Linked DNA regions of Triticum aestivum: region 1 is linked to region 2. Evidence: chromatin contacts called from public Hi-C data. All regions are on one chromosome and are shown on one strand. Each heading gives the region's core, a stretch centred on a gene start, on an enhancer-like site or on the middle of the called end of the contact. The rest is flanking DNA. Distances are from core to core; before and after follow the strand shown. Region 1 holds the start of LOC123043752 (stress-related protein). Region 2 holds the start of LOC123043750 (protein LURP-one-related 11).

Region 1 (7,322 bases), core at 82-2,581, 490 kb after region 2:
GGAACACCGGCAGCCCGTTGAGCGAGCGCCAGGCGGAGACGGCGAGGTGCTCGGCCGCCGGCTCGTAGCGCACGTACAGGTCTTTGGCCACCGGCTCGCAGCGCACGTAGAGGCCCTTGGCCACCGGCTGGACCATGCCGTACACGTCCTTGGCCACGCCCTTCACGCCGGACCGCCTCGCCCCGTCGGCGATCTCCCTGGCCAGCTCCGGCACGGCGTGGACCGCGTGGCACGCCTGCGCCGACGCGGACTTCACCGCCGGCGGGAGGTGCCGGCCCAGCTCCTGCACCGCGTCGTCCACCTGCCATTGCCCAATGCATACCACTTATTAGCAGCAACGAGCAACATTGTTCGAGTACCAACCACCATGCTTGAAATTGACGACAAGTGTCTCTGGATTGCCGTGACAAAACAAAATGAAATGCAACCGTGGCATGTGATTCCCCGGGGCACCACCTCGGGGTCTCCGCCAGTGCGCCGGAATCAAAGGAATCTAGTCGGGGTCGAGACACGGGCAGATTCCACGCACCGGCACGGAAAAATTCTCGACCACACAGCCCTACGCACCAAACCAAACTAGGCCCCACTCCACGCACCAGAACGGGAAAAATTCTCGATGGAACGGGAAGGAAACTGCAGAGGTTATGTGCACCGCTAGAAAATCCAGCGGCGTGTGCTGAGCATGGCAGTTTGGCAGCAGCAGTACAGCCGCGCTGTAACGGGCCGCGAAACGAGGGCAGCCGCACCCTCTGATGGAGATGGACCCTAAGCTAGGGTGGGGAAGGGGGGTGGCTCGCGAGCCGCGCGGGGGGCCGTACCTTGTGGTCGACGAAGGCGAGGACGTGGAGGGGGACGCCGTGGAGGCGGCGGGCGACGGGGCCGGCGACGCGCCTGACGGCGGACTCGACGGCGTCGACTCTGGGGCGAAGCGAGCCGGAGTGGTCCCTGGCGAGCGCGTAGAGCGCCGCGATGCACACGGCCGCCTGCACCGCCACCACGTGCACGAACCCCAGGCGCCTCAGCCTCGGCCTCTCCTGCAAGCAACCAACCGAACACGAAACGCCCAAATTCAGAACCGAATCGGCGCAAACTCCGCACCGAATCGAGCCGAGAAGCAAGGTGGGAGAGGATGGGAGGGGAGGGATTTCGTTGCGCGTACCGCCTGCGGGCTGGCGTCCGCCATCGCTCGCGAACCGCCTGCGAATCGAAGGAACGAACGAACGGGGGGTTTCTGGAAGCTAGCTGGTGGGGGAATGCGAATGCGGCTCGGCGGAATTTTCCTCCTTCCTGCTACAGCTAAAACGGGGAGCGAAATGGCAGGGCCGGGATGGGGGGCCTATGTAGGCGCGCGAGGGATGTGGCGGGGCCGTCCGATGGGGAGGGCGTTCGATCGGAGCCGTCGTCGACACGGCGCCAGAAGAAGGGCCCGGGTCTGGGAGCGGAGCCGGTACGACGTGGCTGGCGTGAGCGGCACGTGGCCGGGACGGGAGGGGCACGTCGCTAGCGGCGATATCTTTTCCTCGTCGGTCCGTGCGCCGAGAGGAGAGAGAGATAATTGGACTTTGGGCAGATGGACGGCTCTGGTGACCGGAGTCTGGCGCCGTGATGTCACGGTACGGTGGTGATGTAGTGCCGTGATGTAGTAGTGTAGTGTATTGTAGACTTTTGCCTTCTGGAATTCTTTTTTTTTTTAGGAAAACCTTTGCCTTCTGGATGGAAGTGTGTGTATGTTTGTTGGGTTTTGGCCGTTTTGGTGCGATGATATGGGCCGTCCACCGTCAGCTTTCGTTTATGAGAGAATGCTTTTTGCCTGAAAAATAAGCTGCGAAATCTGCAGGGACACTATTTTCACATGAATGAATTATTATGTACGAACACTTCTTGTCACGGTGGTTGAGCAGCATCGTCTTGTTTTTTAGCAATCGTGCCCGGGAAATCAAACGCCTCGATAGACCGAACCGTACGAAGGAAGGAAGTTCCGTCACCGGCACGTTGATGCGCTTGTGTGATCATCACACTGCGCCACCGCGCGCTTGCTCACGTGTGTGGTGCGTCGGGTCTTCACCACCTTCACGCAGTGCCTTCGGGCTGGAACAAGATCTTCGCCACACTGTAGATCCCGGACCAGAAAGGGAACAATCGATATGTCGTGATGGTTTATAGTACTCCTACTAAATTAATTGGCTCCCGCAGGTGATGCCACACTAACCACCAAAGCAAACCCCTATCTGCTGCTGGCATTGCCAGATTGTGCCGGGCAGTTGACTGATGTTAGCAAAGATCATTTTTTGCGGGGGATGTTGGCAAGATCCATGGGCCAAAGGAATGATCCCTTCATCTTGGCTCTTGGGCCCGCCACAAGCGAAGCATATGCACCATCTAGCATTAAACTTTTCTTCAAACTAAGACCCAAAAAAGGTGAACCAAGCACCGTGCAGCATAATAAACACAGCAGTGTGAGAAGCTAACCCGAACCAGTTGGCACTTAGCAATATTAACGGAGAAAACTGGGCTCACCTTTTACTTGTTAAGTTTGAGCAAGCGGACGACAATGATGACTATCATTCTATCAATATTCTACTCCCACGCGCAACAATCAATTTGTAGAATCATACATAAGAACATACAACCCTCTTCTCTGTTAGATGCCTTCTAGCTTTTGAGGTTCGATCACTATTATTGTTTTCTGACATCAAATAGCGGGACAGGGACGAGCACGTTTAGCTGCAGCGTTGCACAACTCGGACATGATGATCAACCGGACGTGATGTTAGCCATTGGCAGCTACGCGTAGCTGCATCCAGCAGAAGCATACCGTTGTACAGACCTGAGCTCTCGTTGCAGGAAGCAAAGCATGCGGCACAGGTTTCAGACCTATCGAGTGAAGGCTGCGGAGTCCCTCTCCTGTTCTACAGTGATGCCAGGGCTGAGCCCATCTTGCATCTGCTGCCCAGATCCCTGTGTACAGTGCACATGTTAGATGGAGTAAATAAATAAATGCGATTTTGAAGGTTGTTACATGGAAACAAAACAATTGTGAAAGCACGGGGGCTCGAACAAAGGTATTATCCATAGAGGCAAAACTAGACAAATGCAAAGTGCAGGTTTATGTGCCTTGGCAGGGAATAGCCATATGGTGGTATTTCTAGTGTTGCCGATGTTCCGTCATAAACAAAGATGTACAATCACAGTACAAACAAAGATGTACGATCACAGTACAAGATGTGAAGATGACTGTTGAAAACTATTTGTGAACAACTTACTTGCGCCTGCAAAGATGACAATGGTAGCTGCTGTTGGTCTTGTGGCATATAAGCTTGTGGTTGAGACAGCCTGTAGTAAGGCTCCTTCAGTTCAAGCTTGGCAGTGGATGTCTGCAGGATGCCATCTGGCTCCGCACCCACACCCCACATTTTGGCTTCCGGTAAGAATCAGAAGACCACAGGAATGATGAGCTTCAGAAATTCATGAGCAATAGATTGAGTACTAGTGGTAAAAAAAGATAAAAGGGTGTCCAACCTGACATTGTCAAGTATATTGTGTAGCTTTGTGCACTGTGGGCCACCAAATGCAGGCGGCCGGTTATTTCTTGGCCAGCCATGACATATAATGGCTGTGCAAGTACACATCGCAACTGGTACCAGTGAGTCGTAGGGGAGCCAGGAGCAGTGGTAAGCCATCTTTGCACGGTGCTACATTAAATATATCAGATTTTTAATACCAGGGAAATGAATAAAGGGATTGAAGACAGAACTATTAATGCAATACAGCACCCAGAAAAATAATACTAACAGATCAAAATATACTGACCTCCCGTTGAACAGCACATCAAACCAACAGGCTAGCCCATGCACCCTAGTGCCAACAGAGGATACAAAACTCAGGGGAATATCAATCTCGTAAAGGTCCTCTTCCTGAAAATGAAATACGATGATGCCACATTTTGTACAAACAAAAACAACTTCCACAAAAAATACAATTAACTTCAATATCATCTCAATGTATCTCACCTTCATGCTAGTGAAATCAAGTGTATGATGCGTAGATTGAGAAATCAACAATCTTGGATCAAATGCATCCACCACGGGCTGCATGAGAATTACAAACACATTTAGATTCAACAATAAGAAACAGTCGCTCAGAACAACAGCACTCATTCTTGGGTCATATACAAAGTACAAAAGTAGCAAAAAAATAGTAATGGCATGCTTCAAGCCTTCAACTGCATCAGAACCGAGCAGGAATCATGAAAGAAATAGCCAGAGTGTTCATCTCAGTATGGTAACTTGTGAAATCCATAAGAAATAGAGCACAAGTAATTCTAGCAATTAACTGGTAAGATCGGATCACGGCCAGATAACTTATGAGATCCATGAGAAACAGATTACGATTAATTTTATCAATTAGCTAGTCGGAAACAGAAAGCAAAACATTTCACAGGTCAACTTGTTACGGGTATTCCATTGTTACTATACTAAGTGTCTAAATACTACTCCCTCCATTCCTTGATATAAGGTGTATAGATTTTTGAGAAAAAATCTGAAATATAAGGTGCATTGAGTTGCACCACTCGTTTGAATATATTTTTTAGGAATTTGATTACATTTCCTTATATCAGGCAAGCTCCTCTATTTACTCATGTCAATTAGTCAGGTGTAAACTCACCCAAAACTTGTGAAGTTTTCCCTCCATGTGCGTTCTTTAATTTCCGTGCCAAAAACTATACACCCTATATTTAGGAATAGAGGGAGTAATATATTGGAGAATAGTAGGTTCTTTTCAACAAAACATGAGGCAAGAAGCTGAAGCACCTGATTATCCATGATGAAAGCAAAACCAACGATCAGCTACAAATGGCTCAAATAAAAGTATTTACTAGTGACACTGAGTGTCAATGCAATTCCAATCTAAAGTATGGTGTGGGAGGAAACATGCTTACAGAGGTAGCTAAAAAAATTTACAGACAACATGAAAACACACATTTAACAATCAATTTACCATGGCTAGCTGCAGTGAAGTGCAAAATGCTAACTAGTAAGAAAGATCAAGTAGTGTGCACCTGTGAAAAGTATCCGTCAAACGCTGAGCCATGCAAGGGTGTAAGATCAACACCAAAGAAGTTATGCTGCTGCCAGAAGAGAGACTGCAAGTACACCAAAACTCAACATAAGACTGCAGAACTCAGAGAGATCTGGATTACTCTTTTCAGTAAAAAGATAAACGCAAAGCAAATCCTGCAGAGATGGTAGTTAGCACTCCACCAGTTTGGAATGCCCACGCTTTCCAAGATTTATCTTTCACCAACAATTAGTTCAACCAACACATGTATGTGATGTAAAATTAATACCGTTGGAAAGAGCAGTGAAAACGAACCAACAGTGTCTAGAAAACTGTTACTGTTGGAAACGATGAAAATGAATCCAACGGTATAACTTCTGTATCATGTGATGTATAACTTCTGTATCATGTGATCTACATATTGTTGAACTAATTGTTCATCAATGTTAAATCTCCAAAAGCGCGATATCTAACATTTCCAAACAGAGGGAGTACCATTACACAACAACTGTGCTGATTTTTATATTAGTTTGCATTTTTAAGCTGCGACGTCCTGATTAGATTCTTGTCACTTGTGAAGTCTTAAATACTCCCTCCATTTCACATTACTTGATATCCTGAATTTCCGCACTTCCACCAGGCACCAAATGAAAAAGACTATATTGCCCCTTCTGCATTCATTTACTAGGAAAGGTAAATCAGCTAGTAGAATGACATTACTAGGAAAGGCGTACATGAAGAAAAGAAAGTGAAAAATTGACTGGGTGACAGGTAGGACGACAAGGGAGTTCAAAAGGCAGAGAACCATTTTTGCATTTAGGACAGGAGGACAAAAAGGATGAATGCTCAACTTTGCAAAAAAAATAAAGAAACAATGCCATTTACAGAAATTATGGACACACTTCGCATTTTCAATTGTAAACAATTTAGTGTTGGACATGCTTGGGATTCCTGTGATTAGCTGGTTGCTTTAAACACAGACGGATTCACACATTCCTCTCTACTTTACAGTTTATATATGCTAAAGATATCGACCGATGAAGGACTGGACTTGAAGCTAAATCAACGAACCACCAATCTCATACTCCCTCCGTCCCAAAATTCTTGTCTTAGATTTGTCTAGATACGGATGTACCTAATACTAAAACGTGACTTGATACATCCATATTTGGACAAATCTAAGACAAGAATTGAGGGAGTAGATACAAATGACTGAGCACAGAAGCCTCATATCGTGTACCGTTCTATCTTATATCATGCATAACAAGAACACAAAAGCAAATACACCACCAAATCCAGTAACTATGCTTTATTATAATTCACCAAAGTGATACAGTGGGATTAATAAAACCACAGAAAACACCTGATAATAAGAATGTAGGGTTTAGCAAATGACAGTACCTTGTTTGCCATTTCAACATAGAGGTATTCATCGGAAAATGGAGCCATATGGATCCTAGAAAATGTTCAAGAAGTCAAGCAGCAATGAGTAGCTTTTTAATGATTTATAGAACCATACATGCAAGCTCGTTGTTTACAACATTTCAGGCAGAGCCAAACTGCTTGTAAACCCATTTAATATCAGTCTTGCACAAAGTTTGAACATATTCCAATCCATCACAAAAAAATGATTCGGAACTTTCAAATGACATCATTTTGATATGATGTTCTATTGGTGTATGACAATTCCAGAATACAGATGTTATCAAACTGACTGCCTATACAGTGTGACCTGTTCTTTTATTGCTGATAAATTGTTGGTATTGTCAACATGGATTTACAACATTGCCAACACATCCATTCTGTGTACAAGGTCCAAAACAATTTTCCAAGTTAAAACCATGCAGTCACACAAAGCACAGCCTTATGAACCAAAACACTAGCCAGAGTTACACGATATGACTATATACCAGATAGGTGGTGGATACCCTGCTCTAAGAACATGTAAAATGCACTGTCATCATCTGGTATTTTTCTTTGATCGTATAACAGATAAATTTTCTCAAAAATTCACAAGTGCGATTTATAGCTTCAATCTTTTAGCAAGGCAGGCGTCATGGCAATATTTTGTGGGCCTCGAACCTGGCCCGACCATTTCAGCGTTATATTTCTGAGCACTATTAGTTTATTTCATTGTTCATGTCAGGTTTTAGTTCAGGCCTGTGGACCAAGCCCGAAAGACTGGGCTGTCCATGAGGGAGGCTACTAAGGATGATTAACTAATGCAAGTGCCCCTTTTGCAAGGAGAAAAAAGCCAGGCACAT
Region 2 (7,321 bases), core at 3,572-6,071:
GATCTCGTTATCAATGACATCCAGTGTCCATAGTCAGGAAACTATGACTATCTGTTGATCAACGAGCTAGTCAACTAGAGGCTCACTAGGGACATGTTGGTGTCTGTTATTCACACATGTATTACGATTTCCGGATAACACAATTATAGCATGAATAAAGACAATTATCATGAACAAGGAAATATAATAATAATGCTTTTATTATTGCCTCTAGGGCATATTTCCAACATAACTAATAGCAGCGCGTTCAGGAAACGCGCTGCTGATATAGTCAATAGTAGTAGCGCGGGCACAGACAGCGCTACTACTAATAGTTAGCTGTAGCGCCTTATTGGTAGAGCGGGTGCCCGCGCTGCTGATAGCCTTAAAACCCGCGCTACTACTAGGGTTTTCCCTAGTAGTGCAAGGTTTCCAAAGCGGTGCCTTCAAGAAGGGAACGGCGTCGTGAGCGCTGCCGCCGCCCAACAAAGTTAGGGCTTTCGCCCGGGAGACCTAGGGGAAGGGGAAGTGAGAAGATCAGTCCATACAGATGCCTCCAAGGAGGGGAACGGCGCCCTCAGGCGTCGTCGGCGGCCTGACCAAGGGAGGCGCGGCCTGACCAGGCTGGCCCGCACGCTGAACAGGGAAGAAGGGGAGGCGCCAGATCGCGCGCAACGGCCACCGCAGAAGCCGCCGCCAGCCGCCAACGACCACCGGGATCCCACCGCCCGCGTGGCCAGGACACCAGATCCACCGCCTGCACGGCTGCTCACCAGAGCTTGTTGTGCTTCGCCAAAGGAGCCGACGCACCAAATTTGGGACTCCCCACACAGAGGCAGGGCAGCCGAGGCCCCGCCGCCACCATCCTTGGCGCCCCGGACTTGCCCGGCGGCTGCCTTAGGCGGCGGTGAGGAAGGGAGGAGGGATGAGCCCGGCAGCGCGGCTAGGGTTTGCCCCCCTTGTCGCCCGAGCGGGCGGCGCGGGGGGGAAGGGGAGGTGATGTTCGATAGTTGTACAACTTGTGCGTAGATTGATGGAGGTTAACTTTTCTGATGAGCCAGATACACTACACTGGAAAATCTCTGTGTCGGGTTTTTTCTTTATGAAATCTATGTATATCTGGAAAGTTCATTAAGGCGCCTTTAAAGATAAAGGTATTTATGTGGCTTGCTCACAAGGATGTGATTTTGAGTAAGGACAACTTGTTGAAACGTAGTTGGAAGGATAGCAAACACTGTTGTTTCTGCTATTGAGATGAGACTATCCAACATCTTTTTCTTAAATGCCCTCTAGCCAGGCTACTATGGCATATATTACATGTCGCATTTATTGTCAGTCCTCCTAATTGTATTGCCACATTATTTGGGACATTGCTAAATGGGTAGAGCCTAAAATAGCGGCGAATATTCGGATCGGAGTGGGTGCATTAATTTGGGCTATATGAAACTGTCGAAATGATGTGATTTTCAACAGACAACCCAATACAAATCTTGTGGAGGTCATCTACATGGTAACTGGCTAGATCCGTACGTGGTCGCCACTCAGCCATGCGAAAGTCAACGAGCATATGACTTATGAGTGCAACCGTTAGAAGACGATAGCACGGGATACCTACAACCAGTTAGGATGGCGGTCTCATAATAGGATAGATGTCTAGTCATCTTGTTCTATTTGTGCTCATTTCCTTAGTCCTTTTCAGGTACTTAAGGATATTCTTCACCGCTATATAGTGATCCATTCCTGGATTACTTTGAAACCTCCCTGCCATACTTATGGCAAGGCTGGCATCCGGTCTTGTGCACAGCATCGCATACATGATGGTGCCTATGGCAGAAGCATAGGGGATGACTTAACTTCACACCTTGCAAAACAGACAAGAATCCCTTCTTAGACTGATTCATTTTAAACTTCTTAAAAATCTTATCAAGGTATGTGCTTTGTGAAAGTCCTATTAAGCGACTCGATCTATCTCTATAGATCTTGATGCCTAATATGAAAGCAACTTCTCTTAGGTCCTTCATTGAAAAACTCTTGTTCAAATATTCCTTCAGGTTTTCGAATAGTTATATATTGTTTCCAATCAGCAATATGTCATCCACATATAATATTAGAAATTATATAGAGCTCACACTCACTTTCTTGTAAATACAAGATTCTCCGAAAACTTGTATAAACCCAAACGCTTTGATCACCTCATCAAAGCAAAGATTCCAACTTCGAGATGCTTGCACCAGTCCATAAATGACAGCTAGAGTTTGTGCACTTTGTCAGCATTCCCTGAATCGACAAAACCTTCCAGTTGCATCATATACAACTCTTACTTAAGGAAACCATTAAGGAATGTTGTTTTGACATCCATCTGTCAGATTTCATAATCGAAAAATGTAGCTATTGCCAAGATGATTCTGACGAACTTAAGCATCGCTATGGGTGAGAAAGTCTCATCGTAGTCAACTCCTTGAACTTGTGAAAACCCTTTTGCCACAAGTCGAGCTTTATAGATGGTGACATTACCGTCTACGTCCGTCTTCTTCTTTAAGATCCATTTATTCTGAATGACCTTTCGCCCTTCAGGTAATACTTTCAAAGTCCATAATTTGTTTTCATACATGGATCCCATCTCGTATTTCATGGCCTCTAACCAATTGTCGAAATCCGGGCCCACCATCGCTTCTCCATAGCTTGTAGGTTCATCGTTGTCCAACAACATGACCTCTAAGATAGGGTTACCGTACCACTCAGGAGTTGTACATACCCTTGTCGACCTACGAGGTTCGATAGTAACTTGATTCGAAGATTCATGATCATGATCATTAGCTTCATCTTCAACTGACGCAGGTGTCACAGAAACACCTTTCTGTGTTGTGCTACTCTCTAGTTGAAGTAAAAGTTCAACAATCTCATCAAGTTTTATCTTCGTCCCACTCAATTCTTTCGAGAGAAACTCTTTGTCGAGAAAGGACTCATTCTTAGCGACAAACACTTTGCCTTCGGATCTGAGATAGAAGGTATGCCCAACCGTCTCTCTTGGGTATCCTATGAAGACGCATTTGTCTGCTTTGGGTTCGAGCTTTTTCAGCTGAAGCCTTTTGACATAATCATCGCATTCCCAAATCTAAAGAAACGACATGAGTTAGGACGACAAGTCTGCAACTGGCATACCATGTCACAGCGGCAAGGATTCTAGAAAAGAAAAGAAAAAAAAAGCAATGCCTATCAAATTTGAACTTGGACATGAGATTCAGTCAATCAATTCATCTCAAACCCAATGACGACATGTTAGGGCAGCGAGGGTGAGCACATGTTTTTGGTCGACGAGAACTCAGAATAGACTAACTCAGCTCAAGCCGCCTTATGATCTGCTCCATGACTCAAACTAGCTGAGCGTGATCGCATGAACATGGCTAGCGTCCCAGCAACCAATGGAGTCCCTGCCAGAACCACTCACTGAATATATATAGCTAGGCACCTCAATTTTGACAAGGCAACCATCTGCACACCTTGTCGGAAGCTATTTGTGTCAATAACAAGGTGCTAAACTGCCAGTTAATCAACAGGATCAGGACCACTGTATCAGGGTCAGGACCACTGTATCAGGATCCGGATCAGGGATCACCAGCTTAACTAGACGAATTTCGCCGATCCAAAATTTAAAAATTGCTTAAGCCCAGCATGCAGCAAGCAACAACCGCTGGTCCTGTTTCGAGTTGTCTTGCATTATTACCACGGGCATCTCCAACTTCTGCGCGTAGGCTAGTACTTTATATTATTATTTATCCACCGAAAATTGAATAATTGTACTTTTCAGAAATCATTGGAAATGGGCATTTCTCAGACGGCCTAAAAATAGCAACAGCAATCATCTATACTGCCCAAAATCTCCTGCCTAAAAACAATGGAGATATCCTTACACGGTCGGTACTTAACAATAGAAGCATGTGTGTCCTTCTGCTCTCTGCTCAAGACCCCGAGTGCTTATCTGCAGCCTCGGACTGAACCGGCTCGCATCATCGTCGACCCCGACCTACTACTATGCAGACTAACATATTTATTTAAGTACGCGCGCATCAGCTGCCAATAGCCGATTAGCATCAGCTGGATGGAAAAATCAGTTCCTTTTTGGAACCTTGTGTGGCGCTTTTTCCTTTCCCGCTTTGGTGACGACGGGCGTGAGTGCTGCCTCCCGCCTGCTACGGCTGACTAGACATCTCGTACTGATCTACTTGCCTTATTTAAGCACTTCTAATCCGCATTATTGCCTACTAACTAGAGTATTGCTGTTGCTTCGTCCCGTCAGCAACTGCAGTTCCAAACCATGCAAAAGGCGACTGGCTAGCATCTCGACGCATGCACTTTTCTTGCTACTACTTTGAGCCCGATCCTATGAAGTACCAAGGGCCGTTGTAAATGTCGCTGTCATGCTTCTAGTTTGAGGTTATTAGTACTAATTAGGCACGGCTATTTTGAGATGGCTTTGTCTTGCGCTGAAATGGTTGGCCTGCCGTTGGTTTCAGTGCTCGTTGGCGAGATGAAAATTAGGGTAGAAAACCGCACGCAGGAAGCACTGGAACTTGGACGCGGATTGACTATTTGCCTAATTAAAATTGCCGCCACAGCTCGATAAGCATGCATGGCATAAATGTGTTTCAAGGGGTTTTTAAATATCATCTGATTAACTAACTAATACTCCAAAAAGAGCATCATCCCAATTTGTCCTCTCTCGATCCATATAGTTTAAGCGAGCCAGCAACCACGTCACCAGCCCTTTTGCGCTTTTGCTCTCTTCCTCCTCTGTGTATATATCGAGCCCTAGCTTACTTAACCAGATCACATAGAGAGACACATTAGCGCGCAGACAGAAAAACTTAATTAGTACGCGCAGAGATGGCGAGGGTACACTCTTCGCCGTCGTTTCCTTCTTCTTCGTCGCCGGCGGCGGCGGCGTGCGCGGGCGAGAGAAGCGGGAAGGTGTTCACGCTGTGGCTCAAGTCGCTGGTGCTCAACGGGCGGGGGTGCACCGTGTACGACTCCGACGGCCACATCGTCTACCGCGTCGACAACTACGGCTCCAAGTGCAGCGACAACGTCTGCCTCATGGACCTCCGCGGCAACGTCGTCGTCAACATACACAAGAAGGTGTGTACAGCGTACTTCTTTTCTATAGCCAAGAAGCTCGATCGCGTTTTCTGGCAAGTTTACTTATGATTGTGGGTTCATGCAGAAGCTCGCGTTTGGCAAGTGGGAAGGGTACAAGTGGACCGGCCGGAAGCAAGAGGCGAGCGCGTGGTTCAAGGTGGCGCGGCCGCGCAGCGGCATCTTCCACCGGAGCGGCGGCCGCCCGTCGTCGTCGCCGTGCGAGTTCGAGAGCGACGCCGGCTGCGCCATGCGGTACAGGATCGACGACGACGGCGGGGCGCGCGCCGGGAAGCGGGCGTGCTGCAGGATCGTGGACGCCGGCACGGGGCTGGTGGTGGCGGAGGTGAAGAGGAAGGTGACGGCGGGCGGGGTGGCTCTCGGGGAGGACGTGCTCGCCCTGGTGGTGGAGCCCGGCGTCGACGACTCGCTCATCATGGGGCTCGTGCTCGTCTACGGGCTCATGAATCGCACCATGTGAAGCAAAACCAGAACAGAATAGAGACTTTTATAGTCTTTCTTCGTGTGAATTACCGTGTAACTACGAGTAGAACGACATCGTAGTGTGACACAGATGACTGATCTACAAGTGATTTTGATTCCATGTAGTGCGGCACGACATCTCCATCAAACTTGTGATGACTCCGTTAATCTCAAGATTCGCGTATATGCGATCATTTGGGTTTGTACTGCCAAAAACGTTCAGCGTCGCCTAAGATGGGTATAACAAAACACACTTTGTTCCCCTGGTTCGATCAGTGCAAGTTGTTTATTCCCACCCGCTGACTTCAATCGTCGTATGTGAACTCCGTGTAACTAGTCTTTTTTCGAAAACAATCAAATTGCAAGTGTTGTTTCGCCTTCCCCGTTGTAGATTCTAACTCTCCACCAGGGCATGTGATTCCGTTTCGGTCAGGTCGCTGGACAGTTGACCTAAAGGTAGAAACCACTAAGGAACATACCGCATCCATGTCTTGATTAAGGCCTTGTAATACAAGGTGTTTATTTGTAAAGAGTAGATGCTTAATTAGACACCCCTTCTACAGAGACAAGCACTAATGCTTGAGAAAAACTCAGTTTATTTTACTATAAGCACCTCTTCTAAGCACCCTGCACTGTATCTGTATACAAGACCTAAATGGATTCACACTGGTCTAAGCACCCTGAACTGTATTCTGATGCTCAGTCTACATACAGGTTTGCAAGGAGAATGGTGGACCAACCAGGTCCTACGCTATCTGTCGAAACTCCCAACTGACATTACAAAACAATTGACTCAAAAAAATTGCCTATAAATGAAGAACCAACAGAGCTATTCATTATCTATCTTCTCAGTCGCTTCACTCTAATGCTTCTGCTCTATGTACAGGCTACACATAAGCTACATGAAGTAGCTTAGAGGCGTCTTCTTTCTAGATCCGCCTTCGCCGTAAAGCTCGTTCCACTGAACAAGCTCGTTCATATTTGTCGAATCAGATGATATACTTGCACATACCTACACACAAGGCAAGTTACGTTAGGATCACACTTTTATCAACAACTTGGAGATGAGAAAACATAAAATGACAATGCGGGTAACCTTAATTTATTCTAGTACTCCCTCGTCTCAAAGCAAGTACTAAACTTAAGACACTTATTTTGGGACGGAGAGACTATATCCTAGAAACAAATTGACGCTACATTAAGTTTTAAATAGCACGCTAAGCCTCTTAGCGGCGGACCTCTTCTAAATGCTATAGCGAGCTATTTAAAATGTATGCTTATGTGTTTGGACAAAAGACCCTTAGCACAGGACCTCTTCTAAACGCTATAGCGTGCTATAGCGGAGCTATAGCGGGCTATTTAAAACCATAACAACCCAGAACATATCAATACTGGCATTACACTCTCCAATCTTGGAACTAAACCCGCAAGAGCCGTCATCAGCATTTGTTATATATTTGATGGATTAAGTTTCACAGGCGGCAAGGGGCATCAAATCTACTTGTATCCTAGAAACAAATTGCGCTACAACCCAGAACATATCAATACTAGCATTACACTCTCCAATCTTGGAACTAAGCCCGCAAGAGCTGTCATCAGCATTTGTTATATATTTGATGGATTAAGTTCTGCAGGTGGTGAGGGGCATCAAATCTACTAGTGTAGTTGAGTCTGATTTGCATTAAGTTTATTTTTCTCTTCTTTTCCAGAAGAAAAACAGCAGTAA

The links. Hi-C and Micro-C count contacts between places; a contact is called where the count stands out from the background.
Region 1: a Hi-C map of leaf shows a contact between it and region 2, with 2.9 times the contacts expected there. The contact joins the promoter of LOC123043752 here to the promoter of LOC123043750 in region 2. A contact is called at or near these places in 2 of 5 Hi-C or Micro-C datasets (leaf and an unstated tissue).

Annotation. Positions count from the first base shown.
Region 1 is chr2B:107,344,762-107,352,083 of IWGSC CS RefSeq v2.1, forward strand. LOC123043752 (stress-related protein) reads right to left here and starts at 1,332. Exons shown (of 3, transcript XM_044466311.1): 1 at 1,160-1,332; 2 at 819-1,034; 3 at 1-301. The coding sequence starts at 1,183. It overlaps LOC123043753 (probable histone-arginine methyltransferase CARM1), which reads right to left. Exons shown (of 15, transcript XM_044466312.1): 9 at 6,460-6,514; 10 at 5,060-5,143; 11 at 4,011-4,088; 12 at 3,811-3,914; 13 at 3,520-3,692; 14 at 3,264-3,418; 15 at 2,495-2,958. The coding sequence ends at 2,875.
Region 2 is chr2B:106,850,893-106,858,213 of IWGSC CS RefSeq v2.1, forward strand. LOC123043750 (protein LURP-one-related 11) reads left to right here and starts at 4,822. Exons shown (of 2, transcript XM_044466310.1): 1 at 4,822-5,115; 2 at 5,201-6,036. The coding sequence starts at 4,864. The coding sequence ends at 5,593. LOC123043749 reads right to left here. Exons shown (of 28, transcript XM_044466309.1): 28 at 6,172-6,607. The coding sequence ends at 6,494.